Linked DNA regions of Mus musculus: regions 1 and 3 are each linked to region 2. Evidence: chromatin contacts called from public HiChIP or PLAC-seq and capture Hi-C data. All regions are on one chromosome and are shown on one strand. Each heading gives the region's core, a stretch centred on a gene start, on an enhancer-like site or on the middle of the called end of the contact. The rest is flanking DNA. Distances are from core to core; before and after follow the strand shown. Region 1 overlaps Ptpn12 (protein tyrosine phosphatase, non-receptor type 12). Region 2 overlaps Gsap (gamma-secretase activating protein). Region 3 has its middle 16 kb from the start of Rsbn1l.

Region 1 (3,735 bases), core at 957-3,456, 180 kb before region 2:
GATATCTGTGAGTTCTAGGCCACCTGGCCTATAAGTTCCATAACATACAGGGCTACATAGAGAAATTCTATCTTAAAAAAAAAAAAAAAGACAAACAAACAAACAAACAAACCAAAAACAAAATAAAACTTTATGTGTATAGGTGTTTTGCCTGCAGTTATATCTGTGTGTGCAGGTGTGGGCAATGACCACAGAAGTTAGATGACAGCGAGCTACGATGTAGGTGCTGGAGAGCTGGACCCAGTCCTCTGGAGGAATAGTCATTGCTGCCTGCTGGGCCATCTATCTCCCCAGCTCAAACCTCAGAACTTCATAATTATTGTTTCTTTGTTAAAGTTCTTATTAAGAAACCTATCTTTTATATTTCACAGAAATTATAAAAACTAAGTAATCATGACTAATGAATTAAGATACCAAAGTATGACATGATTGGAAAAAAATTAGACATGTAAGAAAAAAAAAACCCTCAATCTTTTACGATCCAATATCAGGATTTGTTTTATTTTGCTGTGCATTAATGAGTTACGTAAATCCTTACTCAAACTATGTTTGTTTACTTATGTGTATATGAGGGCATGGGACAGTATTGAACATGCGTGCCACATGGGCTGTATCAGAGAATGGACTGCAGCATCTGCTTCTCTCCTTCCACCACGTGGACTCTGGAAACAACTCAGGTCGTCAGGCTTGGCAGCAAGTAAGTTAGCTCATGGAGTCATCTTGTAAGCCTCTATCTATGTTAAGGCCAGCCTGGTCTACATACTAAGTTCTAGAGAGACCCTATTTCAAGACAACAACAAAAGACCAAAATCTTACAAACCCAAAAAACTATAATAAATATTTAGAAATGACTTTAGATTTAGATAGAAATTGCAAAAATAATGTAGAGTTATAGCTAACTGCTACTGAGATTTCTAATAATAGCTACAAATTTGTGTTGGGTAGGAATATTTCAACCAGGACCTTGCTATACAGTCTGGACTAGTTTCGAACTCATGATTCTTATGTTCTTTTTTTTTTTTTTTTTTTTTTTTTTTTTGGTTTTTCGAGACAGGGTTTCTCTGTATAGTCTTGGCTGTCCTGGAACTCACTTTGTAGACCAGGCTGGCCTCGAATTCAGAAATCTGCCTGTCTCTGCCTCCAAACTCATGATTCTTTGTACTTAGCCTCCTAAGTGCTGGGGTTATAGGAATAGCCCCCTTTTCTGTCTTAAGACTAAAATCCTATATAAATACAGCATAATTATCAAACCCAGAAAATTCAGTTATAAAACTATTAAGTAACAATTTTCTTGATGTTTTCTAAGATTACACATAGATTTAGTTATTCCTTCTTCTTTGTCTCTTCAAATTACAAGTTTTCCTAATTTATGACTTTTGACCAGGAGGAAACTATATATTTTGGGGGACTAATACCATAAGACTAAAGACTGGCGAGACGGCTGGGTAGTTATAGGCCATTGCTGCATTGCAGAGGATCACAGTGATTCTCAATGCCCCTGCCAGATGGCTCACAACCACTTGTAACTCCAGCTTCAAGGGATCTGATGAACTCTGGCCTCCCCAGAGAACCTGCACACATGTGGTGCACATAAACCGACACAGGCACAAACATGTATGTACATGCTCACATACATAAAGAAAAAAAGAATACTACAGAATTATATTTGTTCTTAATGTACAGCTTCATGGTTGAAGACAGGGTGGTTCCTGAGGTACATACACATCTTATTACTTGTAATTTAAAGAAACCTCAGACATCTGGTTGGTAAGGTATTAGAGCTGCCTAATAATTACTACCTTTGGTTTAGAAAGGATCAGAATATGTACACTGTAACTATGACTATCACATTATGGCCTTTTAATCCACAATGAATCAGAAAGCCAATTAACATACAAAAAGAAAAACTAGAAATGGAAACAGCTATGCATAAACTAAACTATTACAAGGCCAACTACAATGAGTAACTTATTTTTCATTGGTTCAAATATTATATAAAGCACTAAAGTTCTTTTTTCTTATTTTTGGGGGATAAAATCTTTATTTTGGAAATTTGTAGGAAGAGATATAAGACAGACATAAGAATAATCTCTATGTAAACTATCTCTAAAAATTTTTCAGGCACTAAAATGGTTACATGTTTGCTAGTGCTCTGACACTGATTTCATTCACATTATGTGGCTTCCCTTTTTAAAGTACCATTTAGAAAAGAAAATAGATGTTCCAAAAATGCTGCTTCTGATACATGAGGCTAGAATATTCAGTCAGGATAATGCTGACTAACTGTAAATGCTTCCTCTTACTATGTTCGCCAGTAATAAGGGGTCCCAGTTAATAACTGTTATCCATACGGCATACCACTCTCTAGTCAAAGTACCTCTAAGGTAGAGTACAACAACTGGTTCCAAAATGATAGTTAAGATCCTTAGCCTACATGTTAGGCTGCCTACGTGCAAGGTGGGAATTTCTTCCTTACTCTTAAAAGTTTCTTAAGATGAAAAAGTTTAACCATACACAATGTGAAGTAATATAATCTTCCTATTTAACAACAAAATAGGCAGACTATTTCCATTTCACCAACTCCAAAGCCTTTCTCACTTTTAGCCCTTACAAACAAACAAACATAGGTAAGTAACCTTTTATCTAATAGAGAAATTTAATTCTGGGAATAGTTTCTAGGATTCAGGATGTATTAAGAACTCTTGTTGGACATTAATCCACACTTGTAATCCCAGCACTAGGAAGGTTTGAGGCTAAGGCAAGTATGAGATCTCTATTTCAAACCCAAGCAGGAACAACAAAAAGAATTCTTTTTTTTTTTTTTTTTTCAGGATTGCAAATGGTTTATTGTTTTTGCTTCCACTGGAAATCCACAGTAATAAACTTTATCTATAATTTCATTTGGACAGAACTGAAAATAACAAATATTTTATCTTTCATTATTTTTTTCTAACAATAGGACCTCTTAGATTTACTGGTTCTAAAAAAGAATTCTTATAACACACTAAGATTAAAATAAAGTTTTCTTTAAAAAACTGGAAGACTTTTCACCAAAGAATTAGCTAACAGCACATGAAAAACACATCAAATTAGAAACACATCAAGAAGCACTAGAAAAACTATCACCAGAAGTCTGGACCTGGGACGATGTCTCGTGGTTGAAGCAGCTGAGTGCTTGCTGAGTACATATGAGCAGCTAGACAGTGGGACTAGCCTTAACAGTGAGCTCTGAACTTCATTAAGACTTTGCTTCAATCTGAAGAGCAACTGAGGAAAACTGCCAGCATTGACCTCAGGCCTCCACAAGCACGTGTGAACAGGTGTACACACTCAGAAAAGGAAAGTCCTGCAGCTAACTAAGTACAATGGCTCACACCTCTAACTCAGCTGCTCAGGAGGCTGAGGAAGGAAGGATGCTTGTAGCTAGCAGCTTAATACCAAGCAGACACAGTCTCAAGCAAAAATCCAAAACTTACGAGTGCTGGTAGGAATGTGGGCAACTGGTGCTTACATACTAATGTTGGAAATAGAAAACAGGATAGTGACTTTGAAATACATTTATCTCAATTTTCTTAAAAAGCTAAACAGAAGCTAGGTGTTGTGGTACATGCCTAAAGGTTCACTGTTACAGGCTGAGGCAGGAGGAGTAAGAATTCAGAATCCAGCCTCGGCTACACAGCAACTTGCTGCCGCATAAAACCAAAAAGGTTAAATATAAACTTCTGTAGGTCTGCA
Region 2 (3,575 bases), core at 999-3,498:
CATCAATGGCCCACATGAAAACGGGGAGAACAGGAGAACAGGAGGAGTCTAGGCTCACTTTTATGAAAACACTCTCCGAGGAAGTAGCCCAGTGTTGTGAAAACATCAGTAGCCCACAAGGAAGGCAGAGCCTTGTGACCCAACTACCCATTACTGGGCCTTCTTCCAGTGTCTCCAGCCTATGAACTTGGGAGACATAGTCAGACCACAGCAGTTGCTAAGCACCCTTCCTTTTCTATCTTTTCCATATATTCAGAAAACCTTACAATCCACACAATTTTCCCCTGGCTCATTGGTCTTGTTGTTGCATCTCAGGTCAGCTGAAGTTTATATATTCTTTCAAGTTCTGTATTTTTGCTTTAGAACTGTGCCACCAAGAGAAAGACAATGCTGTATTTTAGTGATAAGGGCTCCAGGATGGGATAAAGGCTGCATGGATATAGTGATTCCTTGCCTTCTGAAGTGTTTCTGGTTTAAATGTTTTTATATGGGCAAAACTGTCCCATGTACCCTTAACCCAGTTGTCTCCAGTTGCCACACCTTGTATAACTGTAGCCTGTCAGTAGAACCAGGACAGCGACATTGGTGGAACATGTGTAGTGTGATTCTCTGTCATTTCATCATATAGGCAAGATTTTGTTGTTACCACTGCTGTCATGTACACAGTGATAGATCTCTGCTGTCATCTCTAAGATCTGCTGGAGACCACTGACCAGTTCCAGTGAAACTGGAACCCTTACTTTTTAAAGTCAATGACTTTCCTAAATTTACAGTTGTTTCCAATATTTTCTCTGTCTTTGAAAAAAAAATGTATGTGTCCTTGTGTGAGCTTATGTGCATGCAGAAGCCCATAGAGGCCAGAAGAGGGCATTGAATCCCCTGAAACTGGAGTTGTGAGCTACCGCATATGGGCTGGGAACTGAACCTGTATCCTCTATAAGAGCAGTAAGCCCTCTGGGCATATATCCAGAAGATGTCCCAACCGGTATGAAGGACACATGCTCCACTATGTTCATAGCAGCCTTATTTATAATAGCCAGAAGCTGGAAAGAACCCAGATGCCCCTCAACAGAGGAATGGATACAGAAAATGTGGTACATTTACACAATGGAGTACTACTCAGCTATTAAAAAGAATGAATTTATGAAATTCCTAGCCAAATGGATGGACCTGGAGGGCATCATCCTGAGCGAGGTAACTCAATCACAAAGGAACTCACACAATATGTACTCACTGATAAGTGGATACTAGCCCAAAACTTAGTATACCCAAGATATAAGATACAATTTGTCAAATGCATGAAACTCTAGAAGAATGAAGACCAAAGTGTGGACACTGTGCCCCTTCTTAGAATTGGGAACAAAACACTCATGGAAGGAGTTACAGAGACAACGTTTGGAGCTGCGACAAAAGGATGGACCATCTAGAGACTGCCTTATCCAGGGATCCACCCTATAATCAGCTTCCAAACGCTGACACCACTGCATACACTAGCAAGATTTTGCTGAAAGGACCCAGATATAGCTGTCTCTTGTGAGACTAGGCAGGGGCCTAGCAAACACATAAGTGGATGCTCACAGTCAGCTATTGGATGGATCACAGGGCCCCCAATGGAGGAGCTAGAGAAAGTACCCAAGGAGCTAAAGAAATCTGCAACCCTGTAGGTGCAACAACATTATGAACTAACCAGTACCCCGGAACTCTTGACTCTAGCTACATATGTATCAAAAGATGGCCTAATCGGCCATCACTGGAAAGAGAGGCCCATCAGACACACAAACTTTATATGCCCCAGTACAGGGGAAAGCCAGGGCCAAAAAAATGAGAATGGGTGGGTAGGGAAGTGGGGGGGGGGAGGGTATGGGGGACTTTTGGGATAGCATTGGAAATGTCATTGAGGAAAATATGTAATAAAAAAAAAAAAAAAAAAAAAAAAGAGCAGTAAGCCCTCTTAACTGCTGCACCATCTCTCTAGCCAGCCTTCCCAGTTTAAAAAAGACTTTTATTCTAGTTTGAACCTTTTACTTTCTTGTGGACCTTGGGATTGAACATCTAGCCCTGGGTTAATGATAGGCAGATGAGTGGCAGCCTTAGCTTCTTGGCACTTTTCAAGACCCACATTTGATGACATACGTCTGCCTTTGTTGTTGATGACTTTTAGAAAATATGAATGTGGGAATCATTTACATGATCCCATATCGTTCCTCTTTCCATTGTTTCCTCTTCCTCCCTGGTGTCCTGTACTGCTTCCTGTTTTAAAAATGTCATCTTCTTGGTCTTTTAAGACTTAGCTTTAGTACCAGTATTTTACAGTTGGTGTGCAGGTCACACATTCTCAATTTTCTTTTCCTTCACATTTCTTTTATTTATTCATTTTGAATGATGATTTTGCTGAGTCTAAAATTCAGGATGGCAGGTCTTGTCTTTTGGGTCGTGAAAAAAAGTCTTCCTTCCTTTTTTCTTTGTTTCTTCCCTCTCTTCTCCCCCCTCCCCCCTTCAGAGTTCTCATGGGAAACCTGTCTTATAAATTATTTCCCTCCTGTACTCAAGGTATCACTTCCCCCAATCACTTTTGAAAAAGGGTTTTTTTTTTTTTTTTTTTTTAAATTTCTCCTTTGCTCTTTATTTTCTGCAAATTTACTTGTGTATGCCCATATGGATTTGTTTGGGTTTTCATACAATTCTTAAATCTTTTGCTCAATTTGGGGCAATCCATGCAGCAGCTGCTGTGTCTTTAAGTTCCACTCTTCTCTTTTTGGACACGTTAGAGTAGTTCACACAGACCTTTGTGATAGCCCCGAGTCTGAGCTTCGGCTCCTTTTCCCCCATCCCAGATTATTTACTTCGTGTTGTTCAAATGAGGTATTCATTTTCCTTCAAGTTCATAGAGTTTTTTTCTTAAACCATGTTACTATCATTTGAGATTTAAATAGTTGATTATTGCACTTTTTAGGTGCAAATTTTCTAGGCATTTTTCTTTATATATTTCCTTCTTAAAATTTCTATTTAATTTTCATTCAATCACATTTTAAAGTTATTTGTGATGGTTTGTATATGCTTGTCCCAGGGAACAATGCTATTAGAAGGTGTGGCCTTGTTGGAGTAGGTGTGTCTTTGTGGGTATGGGCTTTACGACCTTCTTCCTAGTTGCCTGGAAGGGAGTCTTCTGTTCGTAGCCTTCAGAGGAAGATGTAGAACTCTCAGCTCCTCCAGCACCATGCCTGCCTGAACTCTGCCTTGATGATAATGGACTGAAACTCTGAAACTGTAAACCAGGCAAATTAAATATTGTCCTTATTGTCATATTAAATATTGAGAGTTGCTTTGTTCATGGTGTCTGTTCACAGCAGTAAAACCCTAACTAAGACGTACTGAAGGGGTTTTTGTTTTGTTTTGGTTTTGGTTTTTTAAACCACAGCTTCTTTAAAATCTTTGCCACAGCATCTTATATTTGCCACTCTAGTGCTTAATGCCTATTTCTCTGTCACTTGAGCTGAAGTTTTCCTGGTCCCTGGCATGACTCATTGTTTGAGTCTCTCCCAAGAGACTCTCGATGTTATTTAGTTTTCTGTTTT
Region 3 (3,295 bases), core at 721-3,220, 230 kb before region 2:
GTCTTGATTAGTGATTGAGAGGAACTGAGGGAGCCAGGAGGGGCAAGCCAGTAAGCAGCCCTTCCATGGCCTCTGCATCAGCTCCTGCCTTGCTTTCTACCCTTAGTTCTCTCAGTGTTGTGGAACTGTAAACTGAAATAAACACTTTTCTCCCTCATTTGGTTTTGGTCATGGTGTTTACCATAGCAATAAAAACCCTGATTAAGGGCTGGAGAGATGGCTCAGCAGTTAAGAGCACTGATTGCTCTTCCAAAGGTCCTGAGTTCGATTCCCAGCAACCACATGGTGGCTCACAACCATCCGAAATGAGATCTGGCTCCCTCTTCTGGAGTGTCTGAAGACAGCTACAGTGTACTTACATATAATAAATAAATAAATCTTTAAAAACAAAACAAAACAAAACCCTGATTAAGACATGGCACAAGTTTTTAATCCCAGTTAAACACCTCAAAGGTGAGGTTTGAGTAGAGTCAGGCACAACCTGGTCTACACAAAGTTCCAAGCCAGCCAGGCCTACCTCGTGTCTCAACAACCAACAAATGGAAAGAACTCTCTACTCTGTCTCAGCGTCTCTATATGGGCAGGCTGTCGTGATGTTACATAAGAGAACAAGTAAATTTGAAATGAGTCTTTCTTGCTATCCACAGAACACTGTGACACAAGTAATCCCCCATCCTCCTCTGGAGACAGGAAAACAAACAACAAAAAACCAAACTAACAGTAACAAAGACCAAACTCTCCTAACGGGGCTGGAGGGATGGCTCAGTGGTTAAAAGCACTGACTGCTCTTGCAGAGAACTTGGTTCTCGCACCCACGTGGTAACTCACAAATGTCAGTAATTCCAGTGCCAAGAGATGACGCCCTCTTATGGCCTCTGTAGGTACCAGGCACACCTGAAGTGTACACACAAACATGTAGGAAAAACACTAATACATATAAAAATAAGCAAATCTTTAAAAAACAACAGCAGCAGCAGCAACAACAACAACAACATAATAATAATAATAATAATAATAATAATAATAATAATAATAATGTTCCTAATAGCCATAGTGTATAGTTTGATGATATATGCTGAGTGTGGAAATGGCTTTCCATGCCAAAGTGACTGAAAACCCATGACAGGCTCAAAGTCCCCACCCCCCATCCCTACCTCCCATCTTAGCAGTCCCCAGATACTGGAAAGAAGTGGCCAAAAGGACAGGGTCCAGCGGCTCTTGCCCCAACTCGTCCATGCATCAGGGACCATCTAAAAACATCCTACTCCTTCTGGGACATTTCTACTCCTTTCTCGTACTTGAAAAGTACCTGCGCAGTTCTGAAAAACTTCCCTGGCTTCTGATGGCGTCCGCTAACCCCAGAAGGAGACCGCGGGCTCCCTCATATCCGGTTTTCCTGCTGTACGTGTGGGAAGCGGGAAGCACAATAGGCCCTACACGCGGCCTCACGTCCAGCAAGACCTTTTTGCTCCTGCTCTTATTCTACAGTTAAGCCCCCCCCCCCCTTTTAGTACTTGGGTCTGAACCCTGAGGATTGTGCCTGTAAAAAGCAAACAGTCGCCGGGCAGTGGTAGCACATGCCTTTAATCCCAACACTCAGGAGGCAGAGGCAGGCAGATTTCTGAATTCGAGGCCAGCCTGGTCTACAGAGTGAGTTCCAGGACAGCCAAGGCTATACAGAGAAACTCTGTCTCGAAAAAAACAAAAACAAACAACAAAAAAGCAAACGCTCGCCTACTGAGCTAAAGCCCCAGTGGTGTTAATGTATTAAAAGAGGGTAGGAGACCATGACAGAAACAGAAAAGAACACTTCCTACTAGAGCCCTGAAGATTTCTTGTGTTTGGAGAAAAGAGTTTACATTTTCTATTACACTTCCGTTTTTGAATTTGATGCTACCAATCATGTAGCTATTTTCAACCTACTCTGCTCAAAGCAGGTTAGTTGCTTAACTTTGATTGGCAGTGACGTTAACGTGGTGATTCTATTTTAATCCACTCATTCCTGTGGTAAGTATGTGCTGAGCACTGGGGTGTGCTAGACTGTGCTGTGTGTAAGAGTTGGCGACAGTGATAAACCTGACCCTGTGTTCACAGAGAGCAGCAGCCTGCAGTTAGCCAACACTGGTGCTGTGTGCTCTAGCGGAGTGGAGCATTTGCATATGGGAAGCTAGCCCTAGCTGGGAGGGGGGCAGGGAACACACTGCCCCAAACCCTGTCTCACAAGCACCAACACTTAACACATGTTGTCAGCTTATTTTCATAGATATAACATTAACTAAGCTCTCTGACCCAAGTTAATGATCCACATAATTAGATTAGAATTTGCAAAAGCTCATTTGCTGCCAGTGATGTGGGTTTTCTTCCAGAATTGGATAACTGTTTAAAAGAAGTGAGGGCATCAACTCTCAAAAAAAAAGGAAAGAGTTTATTCTGAAGCAAAACGTGCATGAATGTGGTCCAGGAAAACAAACTGAGGTTACCTCAAACCCCATATTTAAAAAAGATTTTTGAGTATGTGTGTATACCTGACTATATGTATGAGCATCACATATGCATGCGGTGCCCGAGCAGGTGAAAAGAGGCATCAGGTCCCCTGGGATGGTCGTGAGTCACCGTGTGGGTGACAGGAACTGAAGTCAGGTCCTCTGAAAGAGCAGCCACCACTCTTAGCCGGGATTATCCCTTCAACCCCTCAAACTCCATGTTTTTATGAAGTAACATTTTATAGTTTTAGAATAACAACGGAAGAAGTCATATAGCAGAGCACTTTTCAAGTACATGGATGAGGACATCAGGAGGCAGGAGAGTCGCAGCAAGGCAAACTCTGCTCGTCCCTGGAGACGCTATCAGATTACATTCTCAGCTTCTGTTTGGTGGAAGTTAACAAGCAGGCAAGGTCATACACAGAGGTGGGCAAAAAGTGGCTATTTAGGGGCTGAAGCTAACCTGAGATGCCCGATTTTGGATCTGTAACATTCCAACCTCTCCTCCATCATGAACGCGCTAACCAGCAGTCAGCCTTGTAGACTGGCCTGTGTAGACTCCAAGGGGCAGACAAACAGCTGCTGACTTGCAGATTTCTGACCAGCTCTGGCACTCCAGAGAAGCCCTTTGTGGAGCTTCCTCACCACAGAGGACTTCCTAACACACTTTATGGCCCGTTGACGCCCCCCAGTGGCCAAATACTATTCCTGGGGGAAAAGTTCCCTTATGCTTGTTTATTCTTGTATACCCACACCTTGATCAGAGGATGAAGAGGGGAGCGCGTTCGTGGTTAGACACACGTTAAGGCAAA

What was found. HiChIP or PLAC-seq counts read pairs in DNA pulled down with a chosen protein or histone mark. Capture Hi-C pulls out chosen DNA fragments and counts their contacts.
Region 1: a capture Hi-C map of bone marrow-derived macrophages shows a contact between it and region 2, with 4 times the contacts expected there. The contact joins two enhancer-like sites. A contact is called at or near these places in 2 of 484 Hi-C or Micro-C datasets (the AML12 cell line and bone marrow-derived macrophages), 1 of 115 datasets of contacts at active chromatin or transcription factors (bone marrow-derived macrophages) and 1 of 9 other capture datasets (bone marrow-derived macrophages).
Region 3: an H3K4me3 HiChIP or PLAC-seq map of bone marrow-derived macrophages shows a contact between it and region 2, with 5 times the contacts expected there. The contact joins two enhancer-like sites. A contact is called at or near these places in 8 of 39 promoter capture datasets (the 3T3-L1 cell line, 3T3-L1-derived adipocytes, the C10 cell line and 2 more), 1 of 15 datasets of contacts at CTCF or cohesin (CD8 T cells), 2 of 484 Hi-C or Micro-C datasets (natural killer cells and neutrophils), 5 of 115 datasets of contacts at active chromatin or transcription factors (bone marrow-derived dendritic cells, bone marrow-derived macrophages, memory CD8 T cells and 2 more) and 2 of 9 other capture datasets (adipose tissue and liver).

The regions. Positions count from the first base shown.
Region 1 is chr5:21,022,490-21,026,224 of GRCm38.p6, forward strand. All of the region lies in intron 2 of Ptpn12 (protein tyrosine phosphatase, non-receptor type 12), which reads right to left. Among named protein-coding and RNA genes, the nearest start is that of Ptpn12, 32 kb to the right of the region's middle. Within about 2 kb of position 2,207, at least 5 of the 459 cell types and tissues checked have an H3K27ac peak or open chromatin away from gene starts, as enhancers often do. A contact at or near this core is called in bone marrow-derived macrophages, where this site is marked.
Region 2 is chr5:21,200,128-21,203,702 of GRCm38.p6, forward strand. All of the region lies in intron 3 of Gsap (gamma-secretase activating protein), which reads left to right. Among named protein-coding and RNA genes, the nearest start is that of Gsap, 16 kb to the left of the region's middle. Within about 2 kb of position 2,249, at least 16 of the 459 cell types and tissues checked have an H3K27ac peak or open chromatin away from gene starts, as enhancers often do. A contact at or near this core is called in bone marrow-derived macrophages and memory CD8 T cells, where this site is marked.
Region 3 is chr5:20,966,036-20,969,330 of GRCm38.p6, forward strand. No RefSeq gene overlaps it. Among named protein-coding and RNA genes, the nearest start is that of Rsbn1l, 16 kb to the left of the region's middle. Within about 2 kb of position 1,971, at least 90 of the 459 cell types and tissues checked have an H3K27ac peak or open chromatin away from gene starts, as enhancers often do. A contact at or near this core is called in bone marrow-derived macrophages and memory CD8 T cells, where this site is marked.